Linked DNA regions of Triticum aestivum: region 1 is linked to region 2. A link is a contact called in public Hi-C data. All regions are on one chromosome and are shown on one strand. Each heading gives the region's core, a stretch centred on a gene start, on an enhancer-like site or on the middle of the called end of the contact. The rest is flanking DNA. Distances are from core to core; before and after follow the strand shown. Region 1 holds the start of LOC543386 (elongation factor 1-alpha-like). Region 2 holds the start of LOC123092489.

Region 1 (5,046 bases), core at 953-3,452, 420 kb after region 2:
GCCACCAATCTTGTAAACGTCCTGGAGGGGAAGACGGAGGGGCTTGTCTGAGGGCCTCTTGGGCTCGTTGATCTGGTCAAGCGCCTCAAGAAGGGTTGGGCCCTTGTACCAGTCAAGGTTGGTGGACCTCTCAATCATGTTGTCACCCTCAAACCCAGAGATGGGGACGAAGGGAACCTTGTCAGGGTTGTAGCCGACCTTCTTCAGGTAGGAAGAGACCTCCTTGACAATTTCTTCATAACGCGCCTTTGAGTACTTGGGAGTGGTGGCGTCCATCTAAAAACATAACAGTAGAAGGACATCTTTAGTTAAATGATACTCAGAGCTACGATGGAACTGTAAGATATTGCGAACAGATAACAGCAAGAGACTTTATTATACTATTATAACTAGCATAAACAATCAGAACAATCAACTAGCACAGCAGTACAAATCACAGAGTGAGAATTAAACATTAGAACAATCAACTAGTTACAGGAGTACAGGATAACAACAGACATATTTACATTGTGGTTAGTAAACATATGATGATTAATTAATTCACATCCAACTCAATACACCATTTAATATTACATTTAGATTCATACAGGTAGAAGCTGGTGTATCCAAATGTACTACAGAAAACATACAATTAGACCACTACAATCAAAATGTGTACAGCAATATGAAATTAAGCAATTGTTTCAGAGCATGTGTACATGTTTGTTAAAATCAAGCAATTGATTCAGAGCATGTGTACATGTTAGTTAAAATCAAGCACTCAGATAATATAACAACCTCAAATAAGTCTACCACACAAGTAGCAACATCTACACAAAGTAATATGGTTACATGGCCTATCAGGAATGAAGATTTTTCACAAGTTATACCTTGTTGCAGCAGCAGATCATCTGCTTCACTCCAAGAGTGAAAGCAAGGAGGGCGTGCTCACGTGTCTGGCCATCCTTGGAGATACCAGCCTCAAAACCACCAGTGGTGGAGTCGATGATGAGAACAGCACAGTCAGCCTGGGAGGTACCGGTGATCATGTTCTTGATGAAGTCACGGTGACCAGGGGCATCAATGACGGTGCAGTAGTACTTGGTGGTCTCGAACTTCCAGAGAGCAATATCGATGGTGATACCTCTCTCACGCTCGGCCTTGAGCTTGTCAAGCACCCACGCGTACTTGAAAGACCTCTTGTTCATCTCAGCGGCTTCCTTCTCGAACCTCTCGATGACACGCTTGTCAATGCCTCCAAGCTTGTAGATCAGGTGGCCAGTGGTCGTCGACTTGCCAGAGTCGACATGGCCAATGACCACGATGTTGATGTGAGTCTTCTCCTTACCCATGGCTGGTGGGTAGAGGTAAACTACCCAACTGCGACACAGAAAAAAGATTATTAAAACTAACGGACACAGGGAATCATCATGTGGACAAGTGACATAAACTGATAGATCAAATATCTTAGCTAACCCGTGACGGTAAACGGTAAAAAGATGGTTTAATAAGATGCTATGACGGTTAACAGTAAAAAGATGGTCTAATAAGATGTTATTACACCTCCAGCATATCATGCAGAAGCCATAACTAGATCTCGGCAACACCACCAGGGAACGACAAAAAAAACGATGGAGCGACATATAAATATTCCACACGACTGTAATCTGTGCATCCTACGAACTAAAAGTATACGTCCATGGACCGATAAATATACGAACAAGGAGCAGAGATGATTCGGTATTGCGAGCTTGCAATTGCGCTAACAAATTAGGAACATGACCCTAGCAAACTACGGATCAAGGCAACAGTATTAGCGGAGAGCCCTTCAAAGTAGAAACGGAAGAACGATCCGCTCGAAAGGCTCCTAATACTCCAGCGGCTCGCACGCTACGGGCAACTAAACAGAAACTGAGACATGCGCGTAGATCTAGAGCTTCTCGGCAGCCATGGACAACGCATCTGAAAAGAGAAGGGAACTGGATCGGGAAACTGACCTCGAAGAAGAAGAACGAAGGGAGGGGAGGCGGCGGCGGGAGGAGATTGAGGATGGGGGTGGGAGAGCGGAATGCCTCCCCTCTTTATATTGGCAACGGGGGTTGCTAGGGTTCCTTCCTGGCCGTCTGATCCATGTCTGATGGCTGTCGTTGCAGGAAATCATGGCCGCTCGGTTTTGATCGTACGAATGAGATGTTTTAGGCGGTAATGGCGTGTTTGGACATTGCGCGGCCGGCAAGTTCCCTGTCCTGGATTCCTGGGGATCCGGTTACCGACTTTCGTACTTGAAGGCACGAAGTGGATTAGCTCATTCATATAACTAAAAAAAACTACTCAAGTGTTTTTTGACATTGTAGTAATATTATAAACAAGCACAATGTGGTTGGATGGTTAGAGGGACTGTGGTATCCACAACCCACCAGGGTTTAAATCCTGGTGCTCGCATTTACTGGATTTATTTCAGGATTTCCGGCGATGCGCATTCAGTGGGAGGAGACGTTCCCGTCGATGACGAAGTGCCTACGGTGACTTCGTAAATTTCAAGATGATATGCCGTGCTTGCGTCTATATTGTGTTAAAAAAATATATTTTATATTTTACTTTGTAGCGACTTTGTATAACAAACTATTTTGTATACCGAGCTATTTAAATGTGTCTCATGCCAACAATGTGAACATGCGTGTAACACACGATCTGTAGACATGTCTTCACATAAAATTAACAATTAAATAAATGTATTATAATTTATTACAAAAATATTAAGAAAAACAAGTAGCAACATTATCAGTTGTTTATTATTTGATGATGATTCTTCCTTGAAGGTCCATTTGTTGATGCAATCTATGATGCTTCGCTCCATGGATGGAATATTGTTTAGAGCTTTGTTCACTTCATACTTTCTTCGGGCCTTTTTACTTTTCATATAAAATTTGTCTGAAGTCAAGCTTCGTAAAATTTAACTAACTTTATGAAAAAAATATCAACATTCACAATACAAAATCAATATTATTAGTTGCATCATGAATTTAGTTTTCATATTGTATAACTTTAGTATTGTAGATGTTGATACCTTTTTATATAAATATGGTTAAACTTTACCAAGTTTGACTTCAGACAAATCTTATATGGGATGTAAAAAGGACTGGAGGGACTACTTCAAAATATGTACAAAAACTGTGACCTCGGTACAAAGGACTAATACTTAGCAATTGACGTATTTGGACGAATCACTTCATTAGATCGAAGGCAAGAGGCCGATGGGGCACCATCGGCCTCGACGATAGTTTCCCCACTAGCGTGGGCGTGGGCGGTGGCTCACAATCCACTGCTCTAGACTCATGGACGCCTTCCACCATCAGGCTCCCGAATGACCAACGCTCGGTGCGGCTGCAGAGCAGAAGCATGTGACGGCGCGACAATGCATGGCCTATGCCCCAGGTGAGGTATCTTCCTCCTACGCAGCCCCGGCCGGCGCATCAACTGCCAACACACGGCTCGGCTTCTTTGACCAAGGTGAGCCGTGACAACCTCCTTCTTCCCCGACGAGGCCGTCATGCGGCGTAGCTATCAACGGCGAAGGGGGTGCAGGTCCTCGCAGCCACTAACGGTGGCTCCCCATCTTCGGCTGCTCCCGGCCTAGGCGTAAGCCGCACGATGACAGCCCTCCGTCGTGGCCCTGCCTGCGACGGTGGATGCAGCGGGTGGCCCTTGAGCAATGGTGGTGTCCCATGGCTACCCGCAGCCATGACTCCCGACAGCATATTCGTCATGGCCGATGTGTCACAAAGACGGACAAAAGAATCATGCGATTGGCAACCGCCCGACAGCATATTCGCTATGGCCGACGTGTCACGTAGACGGCCAAAAGAATCATGCGATTGGTAACTGCACAAGCAACCTGGATAGCGAACTGTAGAATGTGCATTTTTTATGGAAGGAGATAAATACTGTAATTTTGTTTCTTTTGTAAAATGGGCGCTGATTTTTTTTCTTTCATTTGTAGTGTGTGCTCGCGTGTTAATATGGGAGTTGCACAGTTTGTAGGATGTGAGTTGCGTTCAGTTGTGATCAACCTTGGAATGACCTGGGTTGTTAGTCGGAAGCAATTGAACGCTTTATTCCAACATGTTTGCTCTTTTATAAGTAGTGTAGATCATGTAACTAGTAAGCGTGCACGCGTATCATAATCTATAATAAAAATATATATATTTAATCTTTTTGTTTTTTTAGAACTTTATATAAAGTAAACCATCAGAGCCACAAAGTTCCAACACACAAGCACACACCACACACGCACACGATTAGCGCATAGACAAAGCATGACAAGATTCAGGTTCTGCTGAGGGCACAACTCAACAAGCCCTAAAGAGAAAAAAAAGAGGAATGAAAAGGGCAACGGCCTATCGATAGGCACTTCCCCAACGAGTCTGAAGGACTAATCCGGCTCCGTAGGTGGTGAGGGAAGCGGCGGAGCCAAGCAGAAGGCCAGCGCAAGAAGATCTGCAATGACGATGTCGATGACGTCTCGATCCGGTGGGCGGCTAGGCGGCCACAAAGGTGCAAGTAGCCACACATTTTGAAATTCGCGGCAGTAAATCGTCGAAAAGGCGCACGCTGAATCACAAGTTTATTGCAAATCGTCCATAGCGTCCATACGAGAACCCCAATACCCAACCACCCAATGTGGCGGGACTGCATCTCGGAAGCCTAGAGTTCCTCGAAGAGGTTGGGGAAGTTGATATTGCACCAATGGCCGCCAACCACCTCACGGAAGCAGCTCCACAGGAATTGTGCGGATGTGCAGGCGAAAAAGATGTGATTAGAGTCCTCAACAGTCTTGCATATCAGGCAGACGCCGTCTCCGGGGTCGTTGCGCTTGAGTACTTCCACCCTTGAAAGAACCCGACCCCGTATCCATTGCCAAAGGAAGATCCGAATCTTCGGCGGGAGTCCAATCGCCCAAATTTGGGCAAGAGGCTCTGGCCCAGGAAATGGAGCGATTGCCTGGCAGAGAAATTTGGTGGAGAGTTGGTTAGACGGTTCCAGGCGCCAAGGAAGGCGATCCTGCAC
Region 2 (5,187 bases), core at 2,281-4,780:
AGGGGATAAGTGCCCTCCATGTGATGCCGGCAACCAAACAGGTTGCATCTGCTGCATATGAAGCTGCATTCCAAGAACCAGACTGGCTGAAGATGGACATGCAATACAACTACTATTGCAAACTGCAACCAAACACGCCATACACGAATGGTGGGCGACAACAAGGAAGCTAATTCCCAAGACCAAACGCAAGGACTTTGATTCCTTTGTTATGCTAGTTTGTTGGTGTCTGTGGAAGCAAAGGAACGGCAGAGTGTTTGTCAGGAGCGAGGTGCGTAACGAGCAAGGTACAGTACAGATCATATTTAAAGAGCGCAGTCTATGGGCGCTAGCGAGCAGGAGTGGAGTTTTGCATATATTTTTTTAGCAGTCCCTTAGTGATCTTGGGGGTGTGGGAGGGTGTGCACATTTGAGGTGTTGCTTGCCAAAATATAATCTTTTGTACTCCCTCCATAAATTAATATAAAAGCGTTTAGAACACTACTTTAGTGATCTAAACGCTCTTATATTAGTTTACAGAGAGAATACATATTTTTCTATCTTCTACTCCTTCCGTTTCAAAATAAGTGTCTCAACTTTATACTATTAGTACAAAGTTGTATTAAGGCTGAGACTTACTTTGGGACAGAAGGAGTATAAAGCTAAGGTACATCGTTGGCGTGCTCTCGAAAAAAATAAAATCGAGCCAATTGATCTGTCAGCCGAATACGAGCTTCGGAGTCTCAAAATATACATATGAAATATGAACTTTCCTGTTTCCTCCCCTTTGTTTAGTGATCGTGACACAGCTAATTAGCTTCCAAGAAATGGCATACAAAATTTGATTGCTCGCACGTCAGAGTACTGTGTTACCTACAATTTATTGGCCCCATGGTAAAGAAGGCAGTATTCGATCAACTAAAAAAAGACTCACTTGGTGGACCGTGAAAATGCCTATCTCCCATCGGCCATGGCTACAAAGATTATTCCTACGGTTCAAGCCTTCACAAGGATCCTCGACTAACTCTCTACTGCTAATGGCTGACGAAGCACAGAGTTCTGATGATAATGTCTCCGCAATCTCATTTTGACACTTGGACAACATCCCAAGGAACTCATGAAGAAACAGGACCAAGAAACTACTTCAAGGATTTTAAGAAAATCCCCCACCCCTTAGCATGATAAACAGTGCTTTACTTCACTTGTTTTCATTTTGTTTGGGAATTCTCTTGTAGTCGTAGCTGTTTATGTCCACCTTTTGCTGCAAAGCCTATGATAATACAGAGGGGGGAGAGAGAGAGAGAGAGAGAGAGAGAGAGAGAGAGCTCATCAGCCAGACCAATCATGAAAAAATGGCAGGCCTGGTTTCTTAACCATATGAACAAACCATTACCTTCAGTTCGTCCTCTAGCGAGAGCTTCTTAGGCTTATAAGCCCCTTCCACTGGTCCTGTTCGGCTCAGAGCTTTTGTTTTCTCTACGACCTCCCATTCCATGTCCTCCTTTTCCTTTGTTACTTCTTTGCTGCAAAATAAAAATGAACCGGCACCGTCAAATGTGTGAAACAAAAGGATATCTAGATACAATTACAGCCCATATTGGTTTCCTGTATTTTGGCCAGTGCAGAATGGTAAATGCCTTACCTTCCCTGTATGAGATGAGCTAGACCAACCGCACCAAACACTGTCAAAGAAATGAGCGGAAGGCCATATCGAACAAATGGATGCTTGCGTCCCCATCGTTTGAACTGTGAGGCTTGCTGAGCAATCTTAGCAGCTGGTTCCGTTGGATCAACTTTCTGAGTGGTATTCATGACAGAATTTGACATTTGCAAATGTAACAACTGCCACACACAAAAAGGTTGGCTTAAGGTCATGAAGTCGATAACACAGGAAGAAGGATGTGTTCTCGGATAATTGGGATGTTCTGGTGTACAATGGTTCATGACCATTCACTTTTTCAGATTAGCGTGTAGACTGCAGCTCATCCCTTTTAGCATTGAATTAATGATCAACTATACATGTAAGCTTCATTGAAAGCACCAGATTACTCACAGCGCTCAATAACCAGAAAAGAATATTCAAAGCACTCAAATCATCTTTTGGTGACCCAGACAGGCAGAAGATGTAAGACAGTAGAGCAGACAAAGTTTAAGCAAACTGACTGCAGTTTGTCAACACTTTGGTCTAATTCACAACAATAAGTCAACAATATCAAATGGAGTAAGCTAGTCTTGGGGTTAACTATAATAGCTACGCAATCATTTGGAATGAGCCCCTGGCCGGCAATGGATACCTCATATTTGCCTTGATCCCATGGGGTTGCCTCCAACATTAGCAGCAAAATCACTAACGAAATCACAAACATTACAGGATCACTCTGTTTCTGATTGTCATCAAGAATTTGCAATTAAAAAGTTATCTACACAGTGAGCACCAAATACTACTACAGCAATACTATCACAGGTTCATATACACAGGTTCATGATCAATACAATGAGCATCTACAAATCTCATTGCATCTCAACACATCTACACATGTGCATATTATGTTTACTCGCATTCAAAACTTAAGGCAACCAACACCAACCTTTGTGGCAGGTGGTTTCTGTCGAGGCAAAGAGTCGGCTGGGCGGCGAGCTAGGAATTTAATCTTTTGTCACTCCTTAATTTGTACTTCCTCTGTTCCTAAATATATGACATTTTGGTAGTTCAAATGAACTAGTATGTATTTAGGAACGGAGGGAGTATTTGATCTTTTGCCACTCTATTTTTTGCACTTTGATATTTTGCCTTTTTCCCCTCAAAAACAATCATTTCAATAGTAATGGAAAGTATATGCCCAAAACCATTGACCAAATTGCCATTTGTACACGTTTGACTGAATAATGAACAGGTCACGTAAAATCCCCAAAATTCCCCAAGTTGCCCGATGAGCCTAGCTTCCTCCGCCCTTGCTGCTCCCCGCAGGCGCACGTTGCTGCTGCTCCCCGCCGCTGCACCTTGCTGCTGCTCGTTGCCGCACCTGCAGCTCTCTGGCGCCGTCCCGTGCGCTTGCTGCTCCCCATTGCTCCCCACAAGCAGCAGCAGCAAGCCAGGGGCAGCGTCCATGTCGTGGACGCGGGAGACGACCAAGGGGCGGCGGCCAGGCCGAGGACGCAGGAGACGGCCAGGGGCGGCGGCGGCTAGGGGCGGCGGCGGCCAACAGGGGCACGGGGCGGCGGCGACCACCTAAACCTAGCCCTAGGTCGCCGCCGTGGGACATGGGGACTTGGCGAAGAGGGGAGAAGAGAGGAGACTCACCGTCGCCTTCACCGGGAGGGATCCGCCGCCGTCCGCCGGTATGTCGCCGTGGAGACCCCCCGTCGGCGTCGACGAAGAGCAGGGAACACGAACGCGTCCCTCTCCTGGTCAATTGACTTGGCAGGGGCAAAACCGGGAATTCAAGCGGGCCCCGCCTGTAAGATGGCAAAAGAGACCCTCTCTCTCCGTTTTGCGCTCTCCAATTCGCCGTCTCCGGCAAGCCGCGGAAGGGGGGCTCCTTTGGCCTTTGCCTCGTCAAGTCTCCCTGCTCCTAACGGTGACATAAGGGAGGCCAGATCGAACCTATGGCGTTCTTCAAAAACAAAAAAAAAAGGAAAAGGCAACACACGAGAGGAAGCAAATGCTATATTTCAGGAATCAGGAGGGGCTGGCACAGCCAAGGTTACTTTACTTCTGCATAGCATAGCTGAGAGAGCAATACAACCAACCATCCCATTACATCACATGGTAAGCAAATGTGCAGAATAGGTACGCAAGCGCGTCGCGCAATCACAGGCCAATCGAATGCCCAACATCGAGAGAGCTACGCTAGAGGCGCACCAAGCAGGTGATTTCTTTTGCAGACCTTTCAAGGCTTTTTCTGTACATTATACTGAACCAGCACAGTCGGTGCAAGCCCCCCATCCAGACCCCAGACACAGAGCTTTGTTTTACACTCGGTCAGCATTTTCTCCACTGGCGGCAAGGAAGGAAAAGCCTATCTTTTCTCTGAGGTTCCTACTAGTAACGTCTTGTTGTACCCTTGTATCTATACTCATGATCCTGAGGCTGAACATGGTCAGGCCAGGCCTGATGTTTCCTGCTCCTGCTCTGCAACTTCTTCGTCGTATGCAGGGCTTGTTTCTTCCGCCGGTTCCGGGGCCGCTTCGCTGGATTCCGGTGCAGGATTCAGAGGGCCCTGCGGGGTGCCAAACAGGGTGGAGAATATCTGCCGGTGGCACTCGTCGCAGAAACAGAAGTATGAGAAGTGGCCTTCGTCCAGAAGCTTGTGTACAGTGGCCCCCGGAACCATCCTCCGGGCAAACTCGGTCGCCGATGGGGGCACCACCCGGTCATCCATTCCCTGTTAAAAGAATGAACAGAGTTTAGTGCTTCATTCTCTTTTGTACTAACCACAAGTCACTCTCATTCAAATAGAAATCAAGCTCAAATATCCATATGATTGGAATAAACTACAACTGCGCACGAATATGCCAACTCAATTCAAAATCAACAATTATTTCTAGGAAACAGACTGCGAACCTGCCAAATGTGGATTGGGCCCAGAAATCCCACCCACTCTCGTTCAGCCTGACTGAACAGAGACTTGATAAATTCAAATACTCCCTGATCCTCTTTCTTCTGCATTTGAATGTCTGACAAGCTGAAACCCCAATCAGATACTTGCAGCACAGCTTCCTCGACAAATGGCTGCGCATCTCCCTGGCGCACAGACTCTGCAACATCCTTTTCCCAGAATGCGTTGAATGTAGGAGCTTCCAGTAAAGTTTTGTCCTGAGTAATGCATAAAGGATTAGTATTTGGCATGAAAAAGGGTGAATGCTCAAGCTTCGAAAATGAATCAGTTACTAACACTTCCATGCAACAAAACAATGGTGAGGATGTTGCTATCCTTTATGAAACTGATGCTGCAATTACGGTATGACAAGGACAAAATAACATGATTCAGAGGGCATTGCAGTGCAGGCATGACAAACCGATCCCACTAACAGTAATTATTCTTTAATTCACTCAATAACTAAAGCTAAAAATGCTGTATCTATAGGGTCTTATATTGGTTAGATAAGGATTGAGTTGCAATTTTATTCAAATGTGATGTTATATCTTCCTATAAAGATCACAAGTTTCTCTTTTCCTAACTTCAACACATGGCCTACTCTTGTATC

Evidence for each region. Hi-C and Micro-C count contacts between places; a contact is called where the count stands out from the background.
Region 1: a contact with region 2 is called in a Hi-C map of leaf, with 6 times the contacts expected there. The contact joins the promoter of LOC543386 here to the promoter of LOC123092489 in region 2. A contact is called at or near these places in 2 of 5 Hi-C or Micro-C datasets (both in leaf) and 1 of 1 datasets of contacts at active chromatin or transcription factors (leaf).

Annotation. Positions count from the first base shown.
Region 1 is chr4B:422,827,286-422,832,331 of IWGSC CS RefSeq v2.1, forward strand. It overlaps LOC543386 (elongation factor 1-alpha-like), which reads right to left and starts at 2,203. Exons shown (of 3, transcript NM_001405793.1): 1 at 1,977-2,203; 2 at 870-1,359; 3 at 1-276. The coding sequence starts at 2,140.
Region 2 is chr4B:422,407,029-422,412,215 of IWGSC CS RefSeq v2.1, forward strand. LOC123092489 reads right to left here and starts at 3,531. Exons shown (of 4, transcript XM_044514275.1): 1 at 3,281-3,531; 2 at 1,622-1,821; 3 at 1,373-1,502; 4 at 793-1,249. The coding sequence starts at 1,806. The coding sequence ends at 1,178. LOC123092487 reads right to left here. Exons shown (of 6, transcript XM_044514274.1): 5 at 4,544-4,795; 6 at 3,831-4,364. The coding sequence ends at 4,080.